Regions from separate parts of the Sus scrofa genome. Here region 1 is linked to region 2. The links are chromatin contacts, called in public Hi-C maps. All regions are on one chromosome and are shown on one strand. The core of a region is the stretch at or near the end of the contact, and the rest is flanking DNA. Distances in the headings are between cores, read along the strand shown.

Region 1 (4,179 bases), core at 103-2,602, 260 kb before region 2:
GATTAAGGATCTGGTGTTGCCATGAGCTGTGGTGTAGGTCACAGATGCAGCTCGGATCCGGCATTGCTGTGGCTGTGGCGTAGGCCGGTGGCTACAGCTCCAATTGGACTCCTAGCCTGGGAACCTCCTTATGTCATGGGTACAGCCCTAAAAAAGACAAAAGCCAAAAAAAAAAAAAAAAAAAAAAAAGAAAGAAAAGTGGTGACACTGCTTAAAGGTATTCTTTTTTTTTTTTTGAAAGATCTGAGGAAAGTTTATTATAATGGAATCGACCAGGAAAGTTGGTTGTTTCTGTGACACACATCATTTTAAAATGATAAATGGAATTATGATGGTAACATCATACCAGGTCATATTATTTTAAAAAAATTTTCTATTATAGTTGACTTACAGTGTCCTTTCAGTTTCTATTGTACAGCTGCGTGACCCAGTTATACATATATATGCATTCTTTTTCTCACATCATCCTCCTTTCCATAGGCTTGAGTGGTGTTACAATGTAGTGCCACCTGAGGGCGCTCTAGTGAATCACCAGGCTCAGATTCCTTAGGAAATGAGGAGGAAGTTGTGTTAATGAACAGATTTTACCTTTCAGTGTGACGGTGCTTCCTTAGTCTAGAAAGATCCATAGAGCTTCCACCTGTGTGTACATGCACGCTCATGCTCAGAGTGTGTGTGTGTTGCATACATGGACGGAGGAGAGCAGAGAGGAATAGAAACTGATGAGGTACCAAAGGGAGAGAAAATTCAATCACGAGCTTTCAGAGGTCACCTTCTTTGTGGCTTGAGAGACCGTTTTCTGCACGTCATTTAAATGCCCCCATCCCTTCCCTTCAAGGGAAAAAACACCAGTTCCCGGGAGAGTCCTCGAGGAGGGAGCACCTGGGAAACAAGAAGAAAAGGCAGACAGAGGCAGGTGCTTCTCTTGGGCTCTGCTTCTGCTGCGGTTTGACTGGGGCCGGGTCAGGCTCCCGCCCTGAGGCAGCCCTCGCAGGCTGACAACGGGACACCCGGCGCTCTCTCTCGGCAGCTGCCCCTGCGAGGCTCCGAGGCTCCGGCCCCAGAACGAGAAGCTCCGGTTACACATTAGTCACAAAAATAACAACGATCAAAGGGAGCATAAGGCATGAAACAGCTTCGTTTTCCCCATTTAATTATGGGACTGCAGGATCCATTTAGACCTGGAAGACGTCTGATTTTAACTTGTTATAAAATAGTTGAATCAAGTGCTGGCTATTATTTTTATTCCCCACTTTCCCAGGTTTTTCTCCCCTAACCTCCCCTCCCTTCCCCTCCCCACCCTCAGCGCAGGCTTTTAATGGGCTCCTGGGCCCTTGTTATTCCCTCCCTATAGACCCGTGATAAGAAACATAAATGAGAAACCACATTTGTCTCCCGTTCACCTGGGAAAGCCCTGTCAAGAAGCTGAAGGGCCCAATCAGAGCCTGATTAAGGCTCCTTGGAGTGTCCTGGGCCCCCTGAAAAGAATGACAGCAGGTGACTGATGAGGGGACCGCCCCCTCCGGCAAGTGCAGTGGTCTCATGGCAAAGGTATTTGGTCATCTAAAAAAAGCGCCCATGGCTGCTGGATCAGGCTCCAGAGGCACTGCTGGTTACAGGCTGTTTCACTGGGCGGTGCACGATGCGGATCAAAGCTTGTTCCAGGCACGCGTGCACACAGCGGGCTTTCCCCTCGCCTCTACCCCTTCAGACTCACGCATGCACACACATATGCACACGGACCCTCCTGCCCCAAAGCCAGGCCTGGAGCTTTGAAAGGCCGCTGAAAAAAATAGACCGGGGATGTGTTGTCATCTTAGAGGCTGGCTGGTTTTTAGACTTAGGAGACACAGCGTGCAATGATGTTGTTGCCTCATGAGGCTAGGCCACCGGCTTACTTGGGGAGCAGTGATGAGACAGCCCTCTTTGGGTCACTCATTGGACAGAAAGGGTTCCGTTTGGACCACATAGTGGGGAAATCATCTAAAACTTGGATGGGCAGAGGCAGGTGGGGGGCTCAAAGTCAGCAGTGCCCTGTGGGGACCAGTTCTGCCACTGACTTGCTGTGGGGGGGGCAGGGGGGAAGAGGGGCACCGCTCTGGGGTTCATGCTCATCCTCTGTCCTAGGCGGGCCCTCTCTCTGGATCTCTTGAGCTCCAAGGTTCTGCCAGTCCAGGCCTCTGTGAGGCTTAGACATCTGAGTGCAGCATTTTTCAGGGGCCTCTGCTCTTTCCACGCACATTGCTTTGGGATTTGTTTGGAATTTTACTTGTTCTCCACACGGTTTAATTTTAATGCACGGTGAGTCTTTTCCTGCCTCCCAGGAATTAACCCCCCATGTGTGTTATAGGCAGGAAGTAGATGGAGCGGATAAGCCTGGAAGGTTTTGACTTCTCTTTCTTTTTCTTCAGCCCTCTCTCCCTGTCCGTCTTAAAGCCCAGCACTGGCTTTCTGCCTTCCCATTCCTGACCCAGGCCGCGTAGGGCAAGGCTCTCTCGGCAAAGGCTGAACTCGGCTTCTGCTCAGTTAAAATGTGAGCGAACTCTTCCTTATGAAATGGGTTCACCTTCTTAAACAATTTAATGTGGCGAAGGGGAAAAGCAGAAAGACATACATGAACAAAGCAAAATGGCATCGAAATATTGGTATCTTCTCTTAGCCCAAAGGGACATGTTTCCTTCCAAATTAGATATGTACAGATGCCACAGAAAAGCACCCTCGAGGCTGATTTCACATTGAATCACATTGAAATGTATGTGCTCCAAACTGATAAGAAGCCACACATGGAGTAACCGTGCCTTGTATTTTACGTGATTACTCGGCAGCATAACCAACCACATGGAAGGCCCACGATTAGCACTGGCCTATAGATGTGTAGGCAAGGGAAGGGGGAAAGAAGTTTTAATCTTGTAAATTTGCTCTCTCTTGACTACTTAGGATCCTAATCTTGAAGCTGGATACACAAGGTTTTTTGTTTGGGTTGCATTAATTATTTATGTATTTTTCCAGAAAAAGGACCAAAGAATAACAGAAAGGTTTAACTTTTCTAATATCCAGATTCATTCCTGGCTTAACAAAATGGTGCTTTTACTGGGCATTAAAAAGCACTAGGAACTTGTTTAAAATGTTGATTCTCAGCCTCTACCCTGAGAGTGTTTGATTCTGTAAGCTGAGTGGGAACAAAAATCTGTACTTTAGAAGCCTCTCCCCTGTGATCTGTATACTTTTGGGCTAAGGAGACTGCACTTTATGACAGACTGATCTCATATCTTCATTTTTGTCCAAGGCGAGTGTTTCCATTATTATTTTGACTATTTAATTATTATTGTTATTATTAGTTTATTTTATTTTTTTTGCAAGACCCATGGCATATGGAAGTTCCTGGGCCAGGAATTTAATCCGAGCCACAGCTGTGACCTACACCATAGCTGCAGCAATACTGGATCTTTAACTCGAGGCACCAGAGTGGGAACTCCTGTTTTGACCACTTTATACCTTCAAAGGCTTAGGTGCATTATTAATATTACAGTTGAACTTACAACGTTTTGTAGCTACTAAGACACACTACGTAGAGGCCACACCTTGACATCTTAACATCTTTCTACTTCCAGAATTTGGTGCACTAAATTCTGCCATAAGGAGACTCTCAAAATGTGTTCATGCAGCTCATGGAAGTCAAAGTTCAGCTGTCATTTAAAATAGCTGCCATCCCGGACCTTCAGCACACAGCCTTGAACTCTGAAAGCCCAAATGCCTTACCTGGTCTCCAGAGAGGCCAGTTCTTGCATCTTTGTACAGATTCACATCCTCAGCCATAGATTTTAAAGTGTCATGGAAGTAGTATCTGTAACATGCCCAGCTTGTCTTGCTTCTTAGCTTAAAGGAAACGAAGGCTTAGAGGAAGCACCTCAACAGACTTTTTCTTCCCTTGTCATCATCCAGGTGCCACGTTCTCCTGCCGGGATCCTTTCTCCACCTCTGTTCTTATCTGAGGCCTCCTCATCTTCCAAGGTTCAGTTCAGGCCTCAGCAGAAGCCCACCCTCATTATGCTCGCCTTTGTTTCCATCTTCCCCGGCACCTCGGTGTCTAGCAGCTCTTCCGAACCAACCCCCACACTGGGGCCAGGTGAAATCCTTTTTGCCTTTGCTGGTTCTCCCCACTCCCCCACCCCTCACCTT
Region 2 (4,458 bases), core at 1,110-3,609:
CCTCTCTCCAGCCCCAGTGATTGGACAAGAAGTGGACACATGACCTGAGCCAAGCCAATTAGTCTTCACTGAGATTTTTCTGCAAAAGCAGTCTAGGAAGATAACTTCCTGTGATGGGGGTTCGTGGGAGGATGCGCTGTTATGGCTTCATAGTGGTCATCTTCTTGCACCACAGGGAGCTAACTTATCTATAGGAGGAGAAAATCAGGCCAATACAGAGAGGAGAAAAAAGCAACCTACACCCCCGCTCCAGTGATTTCATCCAGGATCGAGATCTGAGTTTTCCTTTATTTAGAGCCTCTCACCGATGCTCCAGCGCTATAGGTCTGTCACGACAGACGGTACAAAATGTGTCACTAACATATGTCAAAATGCAACGGAGGGGAGGTGTGATCTGGTGGAAAAGCCAGGAACGGTTCACTGGTGCCAAAACTAAACAAGGAGAGGAGACAAATTCAAAACGGCCGTCCATATTCACTAAAATAGATGCTAAGTTCCAAATAAATATTAACAGATCAGATTTAGCACTGTAATAAAAGAAATACATCGTGAAGTAAGACGTCTATTGTCGTAATTCATTACATTAACTCATTCAAAAATATTTCTTGTACTATTTGAACACTTACTTTTTGCCAATGCAGTATGGGCTCCAGTACAGCCTGATTGAACAAAATAGAAGGATGAATATGATTCAGCCTAAAAATATATTACTGGAACAGGGGGTTCCAGAAACAGACCCAAATAGAGAGATATACCATACTTTATAGATTAAGGTGACAATTTAAATCAGAAAGGAAGAAAAGACAATCCAATACATGGTGTTGACACACTTGTTAATTTACAAGGGAGAAAATAAAATTAGATCCTACTCAACATTATTCAAAATAATAGATCCCAGATGCTTTAGACTTCAGCATGAAAAAACAACTGAAGGGTATGCCTCATAACAAATGAATTCAGATATAGCGCGATCAGTGATTGACAATTAATTCTCACCTTCAGGGTTATAATACCAACCCCGCCTCTTAAGTGACAATGTTTTGGGCCCCACTTCTAGGATCATGATGGGGTTTTAGTTATACCAGAAGAGAACATAGAAGGAGGGTATTTTTACAACCTCAAGACTGGGGAGAAGGCGTTTTTTGTTGTTGTTGTTGCTTTTTAGGGCTGCACTTGCAGCATATAGAGGTTCCCAGACTAGGGATCAAACCGGAGCTGCAGCTGCCAGTCACAGCCACAACCACAGCCACAACCACATGGGATCCAAGCCGTGTCTGCAATCTACACCATGGCTCGTGGCAACGCCGGATCCTTAACCCACTGAGTTGGGCCAGGGATGGAACCTGCAACCTCATAGTTCCTAGTCAGATTTGTTTCCACTGCGCCATGATGGAAACTCTGAGAAGTCCTTCTTAAATGAGACACAAAACTCAGAAGCTGTAAGGGAAAGACTGACAGATACAATTACATCAGAATTTAAAGTCCTGTTACACTAACACCAAATGAAGTTCGAAGGTGAAGCACGACAAACAATCCAAACATTTTCAATAGAGAAACCATTAATAAATCAGATTACATAATCTATCACACAGTCATTTTTATGGACTCTTAATGTGGTTTCCCAACATAATACAAAGTTTTGTATATATATGGAAAAATTTCCAAGACATAAAGCTAAGTGCCAAAAATTGAGTCACAGAACTGGCTAGATGGATCGATCGATAGATGATAGATTTTTAAAGTGAGGTGAAAACTATGGAACTCCATAGAAAATGGACAACACTCATCCAGAATGAACTATTAATAGTGGGGTATCTCTGAGGAAGAGAGTGCGGTCAGCACGTAAGGGAAAACTTCCCTCTTCCCTCTCTATGCTTTTGAATTATTGAGTTTTTCCAAAAAGAATACATTCGGGCATTTCACGTAAGAGACAAAGAAAATCAAAACACGTGGACTCTGTGAGGCTGTCATCCTGGCTCCAAAGTACATCAGCTTGTGAGCTCTGGGATTGGCTCAGATGGGGCAATAGCACCTACCTCACTGTAATGTTCTGAGCACTGGATAAGTTAAAACTGCTGCCTATTGAGCCCACACTGCATACCAGGCTTAGTAAATGCACTATCGTCTTTTAAATACAGCAGCAGGCTGAACTGCGGTAGCAGCCAGAGAGCTACTGCGTTTTGCATGGAAGGACACTGAGGCCCAGAGAGGTGAAGTAATTTGCCCAAGGTCACAGAGCGGGAAGGGGCAAAGCTGGAGACTTTGGACTCTAAGATCAATGCCAAGTCCTCCCATGTTTGCTCATGGAGATTCTTTTGTCTTCTCTCTCTGAAGCGTGGTGCTTGCACTGGGCTTAAGCAACACTCTAAAATAAATCTTCGACCAGCTCCAGGCCAGCCCCCTGCCTTGACTCTGCAGAAAGGGGACAAGGAATGACTGACTCACAGCCGCAGCCGACTGCGCACAGACAGTGTCTGGAAGCGCCCATCTCCCACTTCCTCTGAAATAGATAACGATGGCTCTTTTAGCCTGAAATCCCCCTGGCATAGACACACCAAGAGTAGTAAATCTGAGCTGGGGAAAAAAAAAAAACTTCTTGTAAAATTGCTGTCAGGGACTTGCATTGTAAACCTCCATACCCTGCTACAGCCAGCCAGGACCCCGACTCTGGGGACCCCCTGCCAAAGCAAGGAGAAAAAGAAGCGAAGACCAGGAGACAGATACCCCAGACAGTCGGGGGTTAATTAGAACCTTTTGCGGAAGAAGCCGAACAGATGTAATTAGCCAGGAATGGCTAATTGGCTATTTGATTTGTTTATGGCAGGGTGCCACTTTTCCTCTGTGAACCCGGGATTGTCAATATACCTGCAAATATTAACCAACCCCTTCTAAGGACTTATTCTGTGCCAGAAACTCTCCTAGGAATTTTCACAAATCAAGCCCTGTAATCCCCACAGCAACTTCATTATTGTTTCAGATTTCCCGATGAGGAAACAGAGGCACAGCGGAGTTAGGGAAGTTGTCCAAGGTCCCAAAGCCAGTAAGTGACAGGAGGTCTAGGCAGACTGACTTCAGGATCCAGTCCCTTCACGGCTTCTCAAACACTTGTGGGGGTGGGGCGGGGGCAAGGCAGGATGCTTTGTATCACAATCAAGGTGGGAACTGAACGTCAGCTCTGGGTTTCCGTAGCTGAGAGAGGTTATTCTTAAGGTGGAAAAGGGCCAGGAGGATGGCAAGAATACTCAGAAGTCTGGAGAAGAGAGTTGGACTGCCTGGAGAATGGAATGAGCTTTCAAGCCAATCTTATCTGCATCTCAAGTGTTTCCAGAAACCCAGCTGTTGTCTGAGTTATGTTTCTGAAGGACGTCACCACTTTTTCTCCCCCCAAATCTCTTTGGGGGTCGAGAATCTCAGTGGGTGCTGGGTCTGGCATTCTCTGGTCCTGGACAGCTGGGCCCCCATCTTCTAGTTCCCCTTTCGGTCTGCCGGTCTATTAGACCTTTGTCCCTGCTGGGTTATGTTGGGATTGGAAGGCATCCATCTCATCTCTGTCCCATGGCCCCCGGGACAAAATACATTTAGAACTGTAAACACAGCACTCAGATGGAGGATAAACTGCCAACGTGGTACTGTCTGGCTGGAGGACATGGCTGATACTCCCTGGCTTTTAATGGAGTTCCTATGACTTCCCCCATGTCCAGCCCAGTGCCATCCAGTTGTCCTTTCTAAGACGATCAAAATACCCCACATCTGTATTGTCAACGGGCAGTCACAAGCCATGTGTGACTACTGAGCAGTTGACGTGTGACTGGTGCAACAAAGTAAATTTTAAATTAGTATTTATTATTATTATTATTATTATTATTATTATTATTATTATTATTACTATTATTGTTGTTTAGGGCCGCATCTGCAGCATATGGAGGTTCCCAGGCTAGGGATCAAATCGGAGCTGCAGCTGCTGGCCAAGACTTCAGCTGCAACAACAACAGATCCGAGCCACATCTATGATACCACAGCAGCAACAAGGGGCATTTCTGCCTAATACCAACTGAGTTTATATCAGTAGCCTATAACATATGCTGCAACAGATGACCAAAACTTAGTGGCTTAAAACACACAAAGTTATTTATCTTACAGTCCTGAATGTCAGAAACCCACATGTATTCATTTCACTGGGCTAAACCGATATGGTCACAGGGCCGTGTTCCTTTCCAAAGGCTCTAGGGGAGAATCTTTCCTGCATTCCTTGGCTCACAGCCCCCTCCTCCATTTTCAAAGCCACCAGTACAGCATCTAGCTTCTCTCTTTCCTCATCACATCACCTTCCATCTTAGAAGGACCCTGTGATTACATTGGGCGCACCCAGATAATCCAGGATAAGCTCTCATCTCAAGATCTTTTACTTAATCACTTCTGCAAAATCTTGTGCCAGGTAAGGTAACATATTCAGAGGTT

The links. A called contact is a pair of places that touch in the nucleus more often than the background predicts.
Region 1: a Hi-C map of liver shows a contact between it and region 2, with 1.9 times the contacts expected there. A contact is called at or near these places in 1 of 5 promoter capture datasets (liver) and 5 of 47 Hi-C or Micro-C datasets (embryonic fibroblasts, fibroblasts, liver and 1 more).

What each region holds. Positions count from the first base shown.
Region 1 is chr5:14,467,719-14,471,897 of Sscrofa11.1, reverse strand. All of the region lies in intron 2 of LOC102160723 (a long non-coding RNA gene), which reads left to right. Among named protein-coding and RNA genes, the nearest start is that of C5H12orf75, 290 kb to the left of the region's middle.
Region 2 is chr5:14,210,117-14,214,574 of Sscrofa11.1, reverse strand. No RefSeq gene overlaps it. Among named protein-coding and RNA genes, the nearest start is that of NUAK1, 120 kb to the right of the region's middle.